2 separate regions of the Bos taurus genome follow, and region 1 is linked to region 2. A link is a contact called in public Hi-C data. All regions are on one chromosome and are shown on one strand. Each heading gives the region's core, a stretch centred on a gene start, on an enhancer-like site or on the middle of the called end of the contact. The rest is flanking DNA. Distances are from core to core; before and after follow the strand shown.

What was found. Hi-C and Micro-C count contacts between places; a contact is called where the count stands out from the background.
Region 1: a Hi-C map of liver shows a contact between it and region 2, with 1.9 times the contacts expected there. The contact joins the promoter of C8A here to the enhancer-like site in region 2. A contact is called at or near these places in 2 of 11 Hi-C or Micro-C datasets (liver and skeletal muscle).

Annotation. Positions count from the first base shown.
Region 1 is chr3:89,287,886-89,293,396 of ARS-UCD2.0, reverse strand. It overlaps C8A (complement C8 alpha chain), which reads left to right and starts at 1,697. Exons shown (of 11, transcript NM_001046285.1): 1 at 1,697-1,841. The coding sequence starts at 1,765.
Region 2 is chr3:89,229,208-89,235,073 of ARS-UCD2.0, reverse strand. C8A (complement C8 alpha chain) reads left to right here. Exons shown (of 11, transcript NM_001046285.1): 8 at 5,030-5,161. Among named protein-coding and RNA genes, the nearest start is that of C8A, 60 kb to the left of the region's middle. Within about 2 kb of position 3,908, at least 1 of the 102 cell types and tissues checked has an H3K27ac peak or open chromatin away from gene starts, as enhancers often do. A contact at or near this core is called in liver, where this site is marked.

The DNA.
Region 1 (5,511 bases), core at 448-2,947, 61 kb before region 2:
CCAGATATAACACCTCCCATCACATCCACATGTCAGTAAAAGCATTATGAGGTATTAGTCATGGCTAGATTACTTGAGGAAAAAGTAAAAAAACAGAGTTTTCCAAATAGGTCAGAAGGATTGTAAAATTACAGCCAAGAGGACCCAGGAGTCAAAACAAAGACAGGGAGGAAGAGAGACACAGAAATCAGAGACTGGGCAGGTAGGGGACGGGGTGTGGTTTCTAGGGCCTGGAATAATTGGTATTCACCTCTGTCAAACTGCACCTTAATCTCTGAAGAACTAGAAATAATAACAACCGAGGACCTTGTTTAAATCTCCACAATTAAACCAGGTACAGATTTCTTAGGCATGCAAGCTATTCAGTACATTTTTTAAAAATAATTTTGAGATGAATAATGAGAGTACTGGCCAATCCTGCTAATGATAGAATCTGATGATTGCTGAGGATATCAAGACAGTTGTCTATTCCTGAACAGCTTAACTTCTCTGGATCTTCATTTCTTCAACTGCAAAATGAAATGAATCATTTCCATCTCATAAACTTAGTGTGAGGATTAAGTAAAATAAGACAAATGAAATGCCTGACACACGTTCAATTACTATCTTTCTATCTAACCATCTGTATGTAATTGATTTATGACTATGTCTGGACGAGTGAGAGAAGGTATGTAGACATGGTGTCATCAATCCAGTGTGTGGTTGTTGTTACAATTCTAGAGGATGTTTCTGGAGATGTCCATTTAAGGCATCTGGTTCCCTGAAGACACAAATATGCTAGAAATATTGTATGACACTTATATGTGGACTCTAAAAAAGAAATGATTCAAATGAACTTATTTACAAAACACAAACAGACTCACAGACTTAGAGAATAAATTTATGGTTGCCAAGAGGGAGGAATAGGGAGAAGGGAGAATTAGAGAGTTGGGGATAAATATGTACACACTACTATGTGTAAAATGGATAACCAACAAGGACCTACTGTATAGCAAGGGGAACTCTGCTCAATGTTACGTGGCAGCCTGTATGGGAGGGGAGTTTGGGGAAGAATGGATACATGTATATATATGGCTGAATCCCTTTGCTGTCTACCTGAAACTATCACAACATTGTTAACTGGCTATACTCCAATATTTTTTTTTAAAAAAAGGTAAAAAATAAAAACAAGATGGTAATGATACCCAATGTCTGGATGAGAGGTGGAAAGCCCATTCAATTACCCACATTTCTCAGACCCCAGATGTTTGGCAATACATTGGAGAACTTCCCCATGTAACCGGTAGCATTTCCTGTATTTTGCTGGCTGTTTATGGCTGAGTTGAAATGCCAGTATTAGCCTTATTTCAGTCTTATAAAACAAATTGATCTGACCTCAGAAATTCCAGGAGCTACTTGAAAAGATCATGAATTCTGGAGCTATATCTTGGTTTGGTTTTTGCCTCATTCTGAAAATAAGATCCCTCTGCTCAGCTGATATCGGTTATTATAAATATCCTCCTTTCCTCAACCATGTGTATATTGTTTTTCCAAAGATCTGAGGGGCAGTAGCCTTTGGTGTGTAGGATTTTAGGGAAGTTGGCTAATCAATACCCTAGTAAGTAATTAACCATATTTGAATGAGAATCAAGTGAGTTGTCTTTTTTTTTTTTTTTTTTAGTTTCAAACATTAGATAGATCCCAGACTGTAGATGTCTTTTATTCCAACTCCCTGAGTAGTTTTATTACTTTCTAGGTAATACAGGTTGGTAGCTCCTGGATGAGATGTTTGCTGCTGCTTTTTTCCTCTTATTTTTGATGACTTATCAGCCTGGGGTAACCATACAGGAGAAGGTGAACTGGTGAGTTGGCCAAAAGCTTCTGCAAAATTTGCAGTTTAAAGGGTTACTTAGCCGGGAAATGAGCTGCTGTCTTTTTTGCAACAGGCTGTTATAGGATGGAACTTTATTACTAATTCAGTGAAGGACTCCATGCTATTACTAATTCAGTGAAGGACTCCAGGTCAGTAAAAAGAGCATTCACTTGGTGTCAGATAGGCCTGTGTGCAAATCCAAGACTTAGGAGCTGGGTCATCTGGACTAAATCGCCTAATCTCTTTTCACTTGTTTCTCGACTGGTCAAATTAAAATGATAATACCTCTTCTGTAAGAGTTGCTTACCACAGTTCTGTGCTAAGTTGCTTCAGGCATGTCCAAGTCTTTGCGACCGCATGGACTGTAGCCCACCAAACTCTACTGTCCATGGAATTCTCCAGGCAAGAATACTGGTGTGGGCTGCCATTTCCTTCTCCAGGGGGTCTTCCCAACCCAGGGATCGAACCTGAATCTCTTTTGTCTCCTGCATTGTCAGGTCAGTTCTACCATTAGCTTAATGAACATGAAATAAGATCCTGGATATAAAATATATCCAACTTAATAAATGATAATTCTCTTGAATGATATTGAACAATTTAACTTCTGCTTGTCCATTTGTGAAGTATAAGAATACACATCTCATAGTGTTTGGGGGAGGATAAAATTAGATAAAGTATATAAAATTATCTTGGGAAACACAAGAGACTATAAAGATACTGAGTCATTTCATTCCAGAAAGTCAACCTTTTGCTCTGGAGTAATGAATGGATGAGATATTTATCTATGTATGCTGCATTTTATACTTTCCTTTTTCTTGAATATCCCAAACTGGCTTCATGTGTTTTTTTTTGTTGTTGTTGTTAATCTTAACATCAAGTATTTTGTAGTGCTTAAAGAGCCTCTTATTTTGCCTGTGGGATAGTTTTAAAGGAGTCCCTGTCTCCTAAACATTGAAAATTTCAACTAGAGCTATTTTATTAAAATTCTTGTTGGATGATTCAATTTTGAATCATTATTGCTTTTAAATGCTAAGCGAGAGATTTCCTTTAACTAACAACAGTTCAGAAGGGGGAAAGGCATTTTTACAAGCAGTTAATTTGCAACTTGTATTTCAAGCAAATACCATTTTGAAAAATCAGAAAATTCATCTCTAATAATTAGAAGATAAAAGGCCAGAGAACTGTGGTAAAGGAAATCTCTGCTGAGATACCCTTAATTATAAAAGCTTATCATTGTAATCCTTTTTGAAAATGAACAAAGAGTCTTGATGTTTGATGAACTTATCAAATAAGACAGACCAGTGAAGAGGCAAATTTGAAGTCAAGGCAAAAGAGAACCAATTAAATATGTTGCAAAGTGCTGAAGTAGGAAATCAAAGGTCTTGTGTCTAATGCCAGAGTGTCTGACCCTGGCTTTGCAAACGCAAAATTACATGGTGAAATAACTTGACTGGGTTCAAATTCTGGCACCAGCATGTACTATCTGTGTGATCTTAGGCAAGTTATTTAAGTTTTCTGGGCTGTAAAGTGGGAGACAAGTAACAGGAACAATTAAGTGCATAAAAGTACTTAAAATGACCCTTGGTACTTAATAAGCATTCAATGACAGCTGTTACCAGGGGTGTTCTGTGACTGTTATTGTCATTTTTTGGGGTATTTTCTTCTCTCCAATGGTTGATAAAAATGAGAATAAATTTGTAATGTGCCAATTAATATGCATCTTTTGGATTAGTCTGTGATTTCAAACTTTAAGAAAATTTAACAATGGCAAAATAAATAACTATTTTTCTCAAATAAAATCTTATATAAACACTAACATTGAAAACAGATGGTATATATTTACATTTTTAATGGCATACATTTACTTTTATAAGCTCATATTTACCATTATTATAAACAATACTGCCTGTGTGTTATTACACCATTACTATAAATTCTTAGAAAAACGGAATTGCTTGAGAAAAAATATTTTAAGATAATGTTGATGAAAAGACATTATAATATTCAGCTCAAAAATCATGACTCTCTTTTATGTGTTTTATACAAAAGATATATTTCAGCATGTGTGTTGCTTTAAAAAGTTAAAAGATTTTTTCCATCCTTTTAAGTTACTGAGATTTGTTTTACGACAAAGAATATGCTCTTAGTGAATATTTCACGGGCACTTCAAAGTGTGTTCTTATCTGTTGTTGGTGCAGTTTTAAGTCATTAAGCTGGTTGTTAAAGCTGCTCAAGTTTCACCTCCTTGTCTAACAATTACTGAGGGAAAGATGCTGCAATCCTCAACTATATTTTGCATTTATCTGTTTCTCCTTTTAGTTCTGTCAGTGTTTGCTTCATATATTTTGAAGCTCTCTTCTTATCTATCTATATACAGGTTTATCCACGATTTGCCCCTTTATCATTACAAAAGGCCTTCATATCCCTGGGTTGTGCATGGTGATTTTTTCCCCCAATATTTTAACTTATCTGACTCTTTATATTTTGCAGTATGACTCATGCAGATAACATATAGGTGGGTCTTACTTTATTATTGAGTCTAACAATCTCTGTCTTTTAATCATAGTATTTATACCACTTACATAAGATATAATTACTGATACTCATGGGTTTGGGTTTACCAATTTTCTATTTTGTTTTCTACTTGTCCCATCTGTTCTTTGTTTCTGTTTTTCTCCTTTTTTGTCTTCTTTTGGATTTTTTTTTTCTAATTCCAAATCACTTATTAGTAATTCTATTTCATTTATTTATTTTGGCTGTTACTCTAAGCTTTGCAACATTCATCATTAACTTATCACAGCCTACCTTCAAATAATATCATATCACTTCTAATACCATTATTATTTTTCCTGAATAACTTCTTTTGACCTTTCTTATGGTCAGAATGAATCTTGGTGAGAGAATGACCCGTTTTTATTAGTCAGAAGAGCTCTTTATCTTGCCTTTTTTGAAGGATATCTTTGACAAATATGAAATTCTACATGAAAAGTTCCATCTTTCCCTTCCACATTACTTTGAATATATCACTCCATTATCTTTGGCTTGTATAGTCTTTGAGGAAAAGTCTACTTTGTTATTCTTTGTTGTCAAACTTTTTAAAAAAATGGACTCAACTATTTTATCATTGATTTCCAGCAGTTTGATTATGATGTGCCTTGGTGTGATTCTGTGGATTTATAGTTCACATCAAATTTTGGGGGAAATTTGCCTTTATTAATTCAAATATGTTTTCTGCCTCATACTCTCTCCTCTCCTTCTGACTGTAGATATAGTCTATTACTTCATATTATCTTACAGAGCCCTGAGGCTCTCTTCTTTTTTTAAAAATTGTTTTTGGCAGTATTTTTTCTCTGTTTCATTTTGGAAATACTATCACATCTTCAAGTTTACTGATCTTTTCTTCTGCAATATTTAATCTTTTTTTTTTTTTGGCCCATCCAATGAATCTTTCATTTTGGTTATTATAATTTTTCAGCTTTAAAAGTTTCATTTGGTACTTTTTTGACATCTTTTACTTCTCATAATGTTTATGATTCCCTTTAATATACTTAAAATAACTCTCTTAAAATCATTGTTTGCGACTTCCATCACTTTTATTTCATGTGTCTTTAGAATTAGGAAGGACTTTGACATCAAATTGAATCTACTCATGTTACAGA
Region 2 (5,866 bases), core at 2,659-5,158:
TTGGCAATTTTATCTTTGGTTCCTCTGCCTTTTCTAAAAGCAGCTTGAACATCTGGAAGTTCACATCACCTTAAACATTCCCAAAAGGACCAAGCTTTGGATATCTTCAACCTTATGCTTCTTCTTACCCAATCATTCCCCAGCTTCTTTTTTTATCTTATTGTGGTAAGAACACTTGACACATGATTTACTCTTGTAACCAATGTTTTAGCATACAATACAGAATTCTTCACTCTAAGGACAGAGTGGAACAACAGGAACTCCAGAACTTATTCATCTAGGGTAACTGAGAGTTTATGCCTCATCACCCTCTCCCTCTGGAGAAGGCAATGGCCACCCACTCCAGTACTCTTGCCTGGAAAATCTCATGGACAGAGGAGCTTGGTGGGCTGCACTCCATGGGGTCGCAAAGAGTCAGACACGACTGAGCGACTTCACTTTCACTTTTCACTTTCATGCGTTAGAGAAGGAAATGGCAACCCACTCCAGTCTTCTTGCCTAGAGAATCCCAGGGATGGCAGAGCCTGGTGGGCTGCCATCTATGGAGTCACACAGAGTCGGACACGACTGAAGTGACTTAGCAGCATCACCCTCTCCCTCTGCCTCTGGTAAACACAATTCTGTGCTCTGTTTCTGTGAGTTTGACCGCTATACATACTTCACACTAAGTAGAATCATGCAGTTCTGGTCTTTCTGTGACCGGCTTCTTAGCATAACGTCCTCAGGGTTCAGCCATGGTGTTGCACACAGCAGGATTTCCTTTTTTTCAAAGGCTGCGTGGTGTCCAGTGAATGTCTCATTTTCTTATTTCCTTTGAAAAGTGTGGCTCCCAAAACGTGGCTCCAGGTTCTGGGTTTCTCTAACCTGTGCAGAAGGAGTGAGGTTATCACTGCCTTTCCTCTATTGATTATAATTTTCACTTGGCATCACTGCTCTACTGAGCTGGAAGTTATCTAATACGCTTAGGCCTTTTCTCTGGTTTTCCTGCTAAGCTGACTCTATCCCTTACTGTGCTCACGTACTTGGTATTTTATCTCCAGGACAGGATCTTGTAACTTTCCAGTCTGAATCTCACTTCTCATGCTTGGTCTGTCTGTCTGTTCATCAGCCTTTTGAGGGCTTTTTGGATCCTGGTTCATTTTCTAGTTCCTTCTGCCTGGGCAGATACAATGAGCCTGGCTGCTAGGTCCTTATTTAAGGGATTAACTAGGACAGGGCAGAGGCCAGCTTGCTGTGACAGGTCACCGGAGGTTCTCTGTAGGACGAGGGTACTTAATATCTGATCCCAGATGCACTGCATAGGTTTCATACGAGATACTCGTTTAAAATATCATTTGCTGATTACTCTGAAATACAGAATCAGAATCGAGAGAAGTGGAGACCTGGAACCTGTTTTTAATAAGCACTCCAGAAGATCTCACTATGTACCCAGGTTCAGCAAGCATCAACTCCAATTCACTGAGTTCAAAAGCCCAAAGCAAATGCCAGTTTGATGTGGTCCAGAGCTGACATCTAAGGAGTCAGGCTGCTGAGGTGGGGTGGAGCCCCGGCAGAGCACCGCCTGGTCCTGCAGTCTGTCCACCCACGCCACGCGCCCATCTGGGCAAGTGTTACTCAGTCGTGCTGGACATATTTCTGCTCTTCCCCTCACCCCCTCCTCTGCTCTTTGCATCTGTCACTCTGGCTTTGTGTCTTAGCTTCAATACCAGCCTCAAGTCCTGGATTTGGGCATCACATTTGACCTCCCCCGGCCCCTATCCCAGCTTACTGGTCTTGGTTTTCCATGGGTGCTCTCTAGACAGCTCTGACTTGCAGTCCCCATGACTTCTGGCAAGAGACTCCTCTTCTAGTCCTGGTGTATTGAAATGAGCAACTCTCAGATCCAAGTGAGTCTTCACTGACTATATGGCCCACATCTGCTAGCTTCTCAAGGCCAGGACCTTACTCGTTCAGATTGGCATCATATTTATATCAGTTTTATCCTCAGAGTGTCTACCTTGTCCAACATATAGTATGCCTGGGATGGTAATAGTAGATGCTTACTAAAATTTTCAGCAGACTTTATTCTGATGAAATAACTGGAATTAGTGAAAGTACCACTAATTCTTCTGAGCACGACAGACGTGTTTGAATCTCAGCTCCACTGTTCTTTTTAACTATGTTGTCTTAGGCAAGACAATTAACCTTTATGAACCAAGCATGTCACAGCTAAACATGAGACATGTCAGGTAGGTGACTAAGGATACTTTTAGCCCTCACGCTGTGTGGTTCTTAAGTCGCAGACCTCCCCTTGCTGGCTGGTACCCTCCTTCAGGGTCCTCAGGAGGCAATTCTTTGCAATCAAGCCTTACTGTAGAATTCGGTTCTCCCAGAAGTGCCTGGCAAGCTGTCGGCAGACCCTTCAGGAGCATAATCACTGCACAGGCATCTCCCAGCCCCCACTAATCAGCCCGTCCTGTCACTTCACTCAGCAGCACTCCACCACTCACCTAAGTAATCACTCTGGCTTCTGCCCATGAATTCCTTTCATCCACTTTTGTTTATCACTGTTGAAGCAGTTTTTAATCAAAACAATTAAATATGCTAAATCTTCCTCAATTAGTAGTGCATTAAAAATTAAAAGTACTTGAACGGAAATGGCAGAAGAAGCCGTTCGCTTGGTGCTGAGTGCTAGTGCTTAAAGGATCCCTTCTCCTAGAAACTCTCAGCTCAGAGTTATTCAGAAACCACTGCGCACAGAGGCTCAGAGGGCCTCGGCTAAGAGAGGCCTGGGGATGAGCAAGTCTAACTCCTTCTCTCCATACATGGGAAACTGAGACCCCGTGAGATTGGGGACCTTTTCTAAGTTCATACAGGGTGTCAGGGACTGGGATGTGTTTTGTTTCACTTTAAAAAAAAATAAAATTTGTATATATTTAAAGTATACAGTATAATGATTATATATATATATATATATATATATATATGAAGTGATTATTACAGTCAAGCTAATTAACACATATTCTCCTCACATAGTCAGGTGTGTGTGTGTGTGTGTGTGTGTGTGTGTGGTAAGATGATAAGAGTACTCGCAATCTATTCCCTTTGCAAATTTCCAGTTTTCAATATAGTATTATTAACTAGAGTCACCAGGCTGTATATTAGCTCTCTAGGTTTATTTCTCCGACACAACTGCAACCTCGTGCAGAATCTCCCCTTTTGCCAACCACCTCCTTGTCCTGGGAAACCACCACTCTACTCTCTGCTTCAATATATGTGACTTTTGTAGAGCTCATGTATAAGTACGATTGTAAAGTTTTTTTTCTTTTTGTGTAAGATTTATTTCATTTAGTATAATGTCCTCTAGTTTCATCCACATTGTCCCAAATTTCTTTACATTTTAAGGTAGGATCTCTTTATATGGGATATATCTATAGGGTGTGTGTGTGTGTATATATATATATATATATGTCATACATATATATACACATATATATGGGCTATATAGAGGATATACATATGTATACAGTTTTTAATATATAATAATTACATATAATATATATTATAATTATATTATATATACTAATACATATAAGTATGTATCATACATTATTTATATGTAAGTATATAACTTATAATTTATATAATTATAATGATTATATATGTTATAATGATTATATATGTTATAATTATATATAACTATTTGATTATTATTAATTATATAATATGTATATAATTATTCTATATGATTTCTTTGTCCATTCATCTAAGTGACTGGGATTTGAATTCATGATTCCTGGCTTCTAAGATTCTTTCCATCAGAAGCTGTTACGAAACAATTCTTGGCATTCATTTTCATTCATCAATCATTTATCCTAAGAGTATTTATGGAGATCCTCCTCCATGGCAGACTGACAGAGCGGTAAATAAGATGTCAGTGCTTGACCTCATGGAGTTTAGTTTCATGGGAATGCCAGCAAGTAAACTTGCTGCCCAAAACTCCCTTGAAAATATTGAATCTAATCTTTAGTTTAACTGAATTACAACCTAAATGATCTTTCCTTTTTGATTGCCAGGATAATACACTGACTAGTTATAATTATTTATAGTTGCAGTGAAAAGCAATGATGTGCTGAAAATACAAACTCCGGTTCACAGGCTTCAGAAGACTTTGGCTACAGAGGAAGTTGAACCTTGTAGCAATGGTCAATATCTTGCTCCCGTCTGCTTTTCTAGCCTTATCTTGCCAGTTGACCAAGGGTTGGAAACCCCAATCTGTTCACCTACAGGCTGTGGGATTTGGGGCAAATTCCCTTTGAGAATTATGTTCTTCATTTGCAAAATGCAGATTCCTCAGCAGCTCCTCAGATATAGACAGAGGCAGCTAATGTGGGCCTCACAGTTCTCCTGGGGTCAGAGGTCAGGCAGCCTCCCCATGGAGATCTATCAATCTTCTGACAACACCTAGCCTCTCTGAGGGGCAAAGAGCACCTGGGCAAAAAGAATCAGGACACAAATGATCATTCAGGCCCGAACAAAGCACATGGGTATCTCTGAAGAAAGAGGGATGTGTTCTGATTCAAAAGTGCTTCACGGAAGAAATGGTGTTTAAATTGGAGCTCGTGTGGACTTCAGAATGACAGTGAAAAAGGAGAGAGGAAGGGGCAACATATGCAAGATTGGTGCCAATCATGGGCCAGGCACTGCACTAGGCACAGGGGTAAAGGAGATGGATCAGACAGAATCAGCTGCTCAAGGAGGCCCCGTGGAGAATGTGCAAAGGAAAAGGCACAAGCGCTTTTGACCAACTAGCACGTGCAATCCATAGTCCTTCTTATTTCAGGAATATTTGCACTGGGACCGTAGAGAAGAAAACACTGAAACTCAGGTAAAGAACAGGGATTTCAACCCAGATCTCATAGACTCTAAAATAGAAGCTAGTTTTCACTACTGTGAGCTGGTGAGCCATGAACTACTATTATGAGCTGGTTGTATATATTCACTGTCTTTTGTGTCTCAGCATTCTGTGTTTCTCTGCTTCCTGTTGCAGGTGTTACCAGCGCTGAAATCCAGAAATGCTTTGGAGTCTCTTTGGGCATTGAGTATGAGTATTCAGAGGCGATACAAATTAAAGGAAGTTCATCATTAGGACCCTGTAAAAAATCTGGAGATGGCAAACTAAGCAAGTATTAATAATGGGCTTCCCCCCAAAGAAGCCAGATTCCCCCTTGGACACCTAATCGAGGCATATATATTCTCCTTCCCAATTGATTCCATTTCAGTCGATGGTCGCAGTGTGTAACTGTTGTATACCCCAAACCAATGACCTGTAGTGACCCTATTTTGAATCCCAACATGGGCTGAGATCACCTTAGAAATGCCTGACTTCCTATTTGTACAATGTCCTAGATTTCAAGCACCAGACAAAGATCTGAGTAAGAGCTGGGAGGAAAGGCATGTGCAGACAGAATCTGGAAAGTTAAGTCCCATCAGGTACAGCTCAGAGGGAGGACACAAGTTTGCTGAGAGATAAAAATGTGGTTACCAAGTCCAAGTTCAAAGAATAGTTATTAGAGAAAAATTGTGCAAGAATACTTGATAACATCTCCTGCACAGGTCAGTATACATGCTCATGTATTCATTCATTCATTCAACATGTGCTGAGTCATTTTTTCCAGGTGGAAGACACAGAAGATGCAAGGATGCTGAAATAGATGTTTATAATAGATGGATGAGTAGATGAGGTTCAAGTTACTTCCACTGCACTGGGCTACTCACGTCTCAGGGTCTTAAGTCAAATACTTCACTCGGTCGCCTTTCCCTCCTCCCTCCATTTACCTGCCAAGATTTACCCATTCTTCTAGGTAACTGACTTCCTACCTGACCA